2 separate regions of the Capra hircus genome follow, and region 2 is linked to region 1. A link is a contact called in public Hi-C data. All regions are on one chromosome and are shown on one strand. Each heading gives the region's core, a stretch centred on a gene start, on an enhancer-like site or on the middle of the called end of the contact. The rest is flanking DNA. Distances are from core to core; before and after follow the strand shown. Region 1 has its middle 44 kb from the start of LPXN. Region 2 has its middle 100 kb from the start of TRNAE-UUC.

What was found. Hi-C and Micro-C count contacts between places; a contact is called where the count stands out from the background.
Region 2: a Hi-C map of blood shows a contact between it and region 1, with 7 times the contacts expected there. The contact joins two enhancer-like sites. A contact is called at or near these places in 2 of 5 Hi-C or Micro-C datasets (blood and liver).

The regions. Positions count from the first base shown.
Region 1 is chr15:1,535,157-1,537,886 of ARS1.2, forward strand. No RefSeq gene overlaps it. Among named protein-coding and RNA genes, the nearest start is that of LPXN, 44 kb to the left of the region's middle. Within about 2 kb of position 1,400, at least 1 of the 5 cell types and tissues checked has an H3K27ac peak or open chromatin away from gene starts, as enhancers often do.
Region 2 is chr15:1,945,444-1,948,173 of ARS1.2, forward strand. No RefSeq gene overlaps it. Among named protein-coding and RNA genes, the nearest start is that of TRNAE-UUC, 100 kb to the left of the region's middle. Within about 2 kb of position 1,383, at least 1 of the 5 cell types and tissues checked has an H3K27ac peak or open chromatin away from gene starts, as enhancers often do.

The sequences.
Region 1 (2,730 bases), core at 150-2,649:
TATGTTCACATAAGTGACTCACTTTGTTGCACAGCAGAAACTAACCCAACATTGTAAAGCGACTCTGCCCCAATTAAAATAAAATAAAATGTCCCCCGTTCTAGAAAGCTTAATGCATTTCATCAAGTGTAGCGATGGTTGAGGGGATTTAGGGAGGATAAGAATGGGCATCTCCATTTTACCCGTGGAAAAATGGCAATTATACAACTTGGCCACAATCACTCAGTTTTAGTGATGGCATTAGAGCCGGGCTGATGCTTGCTTATAGAATCCCTTGCCTGGGACACTTTCTCTTAGGCTTTACTTCAACAGTGCAAAATACATCTCAGAAATAAGGCCCACGAAGTGAATTTTCAAGGATGGTTGAGGGCCCTGGGGCAAGAAAGGTGACGCAGTGGTGTAACCTATGTTGTTTGGGATATAGTGGCCAGAACTGTAGCCTTGACATCAGACAAACCCAAGTTCAGAGGCTGAGTGCGCCATTTACAGACAGTGTGAACCTTAGTTATCTTCTCCAAACTTCAGTTTCACAATATGCTAAATGTGGGCAATAATCCCATGTGGGTTTGCTCTGAGGATTAACCAAGATAATAAGTGCGAAAGAGCTTTGTAAACCTCCAAGAACCACACATAAAAGGCATTAACAAAATAGTCCAAGAGGTACGTGAGGAAGTCAGTACAGCTTCCATCTCTAGCATTTCCATGGAGACTATGAAAATATAGCAGGCTTTTAGTTGCATTTCTATGATTTTAGAAATCTTTTTCAGGGCCCAGGACGAAAGCTGGTGGAATTGAAACGCTGGGAGATTAGGAGCAGAACTTGAGTGTGAGCTGGTAATCTCCCTTCGCAGCAACATATTGACAAAGTAGCGCTCAAGACGGATTTCCACGGCACAGGACATCCATTCAGTCAGCTGCTTCCTGTAGACAGAAAGCAGTGAGTCCAGCTTAAGGAAGCAGAGCCCAGGGGGCAAGAGTTCAGGGGCCTTCCAAGGCTGCGGTCGTCGCTGCCTGTCAATGGCCTGACCACAGTTCCAACAAAACTCCAGGAGAGCCCTCGCCATCATCAACACTTGCGTTGCCAGAGGTGCTGTACCAAAATACCGCAGACTGCGCAGCAGAAAGAAGGGAAATGTATTTTCGTTCAGTTCCAGAGGCCGGAAGTCCGCGATCCAGGCGTCCACGGATTTGGCGTCTCTGAAGGCCTCTCGTTTTGCCTTGCTGGTGGCCACCTCCCCCCGTGTCCCCGTGTGTCCTTTCCTCTCTGCATATGTCTCCCTGGTGCTTCCTCCTCTTGAACAATAGTCCTGTTGGTTTAGGGTCCCACCCTTATGGCCTCATGTAACCCACATTAGCCCCATCTCCAGGGCTCCTCAGGCGGCGCTAGTGGTATGGAACACTCCCGCCGGCGCAGGAGACATAAGAGACACGGGTTTGACCCCTGGGTTGGGACGATCCCCCAGAGGAGGGCACGGCGACCCACTCCTGTGTTCTTACCTGGAGAATCCCATGGACAGAGGAGCCTGGCGGGCTACAGTCCATGGGGTTGCAGAGAGTCAGACACAACTGAAGCTTCTTAGCACACATGCATCTCAAGATGAAGAAGATGATACTAGAGGGAACAGCTAAGATGGAAGCTGAGATGAGACATTATAGGAAGGGTCCAGCTTCTGTGCGTTTACACAGGCCGACATCCTGGGACACAGCCGACGCAGCTGGTTTCTCTTTTAAAGGCAAGCGGGAGACATATTTCAAAGCACCAGTTTAAGCTGCTCTTTTTTATTTTTCACAAAGAAGCCCTCAGGGTTTGCAAATCTACAAATAGATACTTTTCCATTTTCATTCCTAATGAGAAGCATAGAGTGCTTTTTTAAGATTACCACGTCTGATGATCTGAATGCTAGTTTGGTGAGTTAGAGACAAATACATTTCTTTTAAGTTGAGCTCCTCAAATGACATCTCTGTTCCTATTCCATTTTATTAAACCGAGAATCAGATAGAAGGTGCAAAATTCGATAGGCTCATTCTGTTTTCAGGCCAGGTTCTAGGCTCCTGAAGAAAATGTGAGTAAGCCTTAGTCTTTATCTTCGAGGAGCTTACAGCCTAGGAAAGTCACACATCCAGGCCTAATACGAGCTTGTCTGTACAGAAGGGCTTCTTGCCTGGCAGCAGAGGTGAGGGCAGTGAGAGAGGAACTAGGAAGCAAACGAGAGGAGGCAGACGACGCACAGAGCTAAACAGATGGTTGGATAACATCCCCGACTCAGTGGGCGTGAATTTGGACAAACTCTGGGAGATGGCGGAGGATAGAGGAGCCTGGAGTGCTACGGTCCATGGGGTTGCGAAGAATCAGACACAACTTAGCGTCTGAACAACGGAGGATAGAGGAGCCTGGAGTGCTACGGTCCATGGGGTTGCGAAGAATCAGACACAACTTAGCGTCTGAACAACAACAACAAAATATCACAAGGCGATTTGGAAGAGTGCTATAAATAGAAGGACACACATGTGTTTTTCATAATCTCAGCAAAAAGCTTCATGGTGGAGATGGCTTTAATTTGAATCTTCAAGGGAAAATGAGAAAGGAAAACTGGGGCATTCCAACCCCGGGGAAAGGCAAGAAGTAAGGCAAAGAGGAAAAGTGCTTGGTGTGTAGGTGGAGAGAGGAGCTCCTTTACTGAGGATCCACTGTGCCTTTTCGGGTGTGTAGGATGAAGTAAGGTACTTGGT
Region 2 (2,730 bases), core at 133-2,632, 410 kb after region 1:
TGGATAACATCACTCAATGGACATGAATTTGAGTGAACTCCAGGGGATAGTGAAGGACAAGGAAGCCTGGCGTGCTGCAGTCCATGGGGTCGCAGAGTCAGACATGACTTAGTGACTAGACAACAACAGTGGAAACCAGTACGTATTTTAAATGTGATGGTGATCATTGCTTGGGCTTCTCTCTGTCCACTGGACCCAATCTGTGAATTGCCCTGGTTTCCTTTTTTTGGTTTCAATCCAGTCCTCATGAGAAGGCAAAGTATGGCACTCGCAGCATTGGGAAAAGGAGGCTATTCAGCAGAGATGGGGCACCATCTTCAGTGACATAGACCACACACTTGGGTGATCTTTATGAAGCAACTTGAGAAACACCATATTATGCCTTCATTTAGGATTTAGTGATGGCGGAGGGAAAGGAAGAATATTAATCAGTGTCTCAGCATCAGCTACAGACTTGAGGACTGTGATGACATTCTGGCCTTAGTTTTCCCTGAGGGGACTCTGTCCACCACCTTGAAGCGGGGGAGGCCTCAACCAGGGTGATACTGCCCCCAAGTGGTCAAAAGTTAGTACTTCAGGGGCGAAAAAGGAAAACAAACCTTTTAGCTGTTTGTGCCTCTCCAAAGCTCACCGCTGACTCACTTGAAAAGACTCTGATGCTGGGAAAGACTGAAGGCAGGAGGAGAAGGGGACCGCCCACCCGACGGACATGAGTTTGAGTAAACTCCGGGAGTTGCTGATGGACAGGGAGGCCTGGCGTGCTGCCGTCCATGGGGTCGCAGAGTCAGACATGATTGAGCAACTGAACAACAAAAAGCTCAGCCCAGTCTGACAAAAATCTTATTTCACAGTATTTGATTACATGGGAGCGGAGAGAATTGAGAAGAAAAGATCTATCAATTCAGTTCAGTTCAGTCGCTCGGTCGTGTCTGACTCTTTGCGACCCCATGAACCGCAGCACGCCAGGCCTCCCTGTCCATCACCGACTCCCAGACTTCACCCAGACTCATGTCTGTTGAGTTGGTGATACCATCCAACCGTCTTATTTTCTGTTGTCCCCTTAAAGGCTCCTTAAAGGGATGGCTGAGCAGTGATGAATGAAAGGATGAGGACCTCTGGATGGACTGGCTTGTACTTCCCTTCTCAGCATTTTCACTGTTTTACAAAAAAACCATTCCATAGAATCTAGAGATAAGGAGAGGGCACAAATAGATGAGTAACACAAGAGGTGGATCGTATTAGACACAAGCCTTACATCACTCTCTTCTTTCTAATGAGAGTTCTCCTTCCAAATGCTGCTCCCTCTTTCCAAGCTCTCGCAGCCGACTGGCACCCACACTGACCCTGGGCCACACGTGACCTCGCAAACGCCCCGCAGCCTCTGGACTCAGAGCAGCAGTCGCACTGAGGAGTATGGTTCCCGAGCTTCTGCGTGGCCACTGAGGGGCCAGGTGATGCAGCTTGCAGTTCAAGAGACTCAGGTCCCCACGGGGTGAGCCTCGGCGCACGGGAAGCAAGAGATGAAAAGAAACGGGGTGCACAGGTGTCCCTTTCTTCTCTCCCTGGACCGACCCCAGCTACGGTTTCTCCTTGCAGAGGAGTCTAACATGATAAACTTTATCTGATGAGTAGTTTTCTCCAGCTCTTGCGTCTCGTTGTGAACACTCACCCTTGCAGTGACTCATTTCATTGCATTATACTGCATCTGGCCCAGCCTCTGTTCCTTGTCTTGTCCTCTTCCTTACATCGTGGGATTTCATCTTCCCAATACAATTTCAAGACCTGGATTCTTCCTTCAGGCTCTAGAAACGAGAAGACCCATGCTGAGATAGTAGTTATCATAGTCCCTCTGGGCTGCTATAACAAAATACCATAAATTGGGTGGCTTATAAACAACAGAAATGTATTGCTTACAGTCCTGGAGGCTAGAAGTCCAAGAACAAGGCTCTAGCAATTCAGTGACCGAGAGCCTGTCTCCTGGTTCACGGACTGCCGTTTCTCATTGCACCGTCACGAAGTGGGAGGGGCAAGGGAGCTTTTTCAGACCTCATTTATAAGGATGCTAATCCCATTCCTGGGGGCTCTGTCCCCGTGACCTAATCAGCTTCCAAGACCCCACCTCCTAACGCCATCACCTGGGGCCATGTTTCAACATGTGAATTTTAAAGGACACGAACTTTCAGACCATAACAGTAGCAGGAGAAGGAACTCGAAAATATGCCTCACGGACAGGTTGTAGGAAGGATTCTGGTTCCACACGTATTTCCTTTCTAGTCATGACCAGACAGATGATGATATGTAGGTAAAATACTTTGCCTTTGCTTTCTTCTCCTACTCAGTTATTTTGGACGTTAGTCATGAATTCAATCAGTCTATAGGTTAAGTCATCTCCTGTTAAGGGGGAGTGAGTGTTCTTGTTCAGGGTGAGAAATCACTGGATTATATTATGAAGCAGGTGCAATCATTAGCCGTAGGAGTCTATGAATTTTGCTCATGTCTCTGGTTGACCCCTTTCTCCTGTCTATCTCAGGGTCCATATTTGCAGCCTTCCCAGTGTATCTGCGAACCACCCAATATCATTTCAATCTGTTCCTTCCATTCGTAAAAACCGGAGTTTATTTCTTCAGTTTGCAACTGTGAGCCCCGAGTGCTGAATCCCTCGGTCCCCAGATTCCCTTCCAACCCTGACCTTCACTCAAGTGGGAAGGAGACTGTCGCCTACCCCCTTCC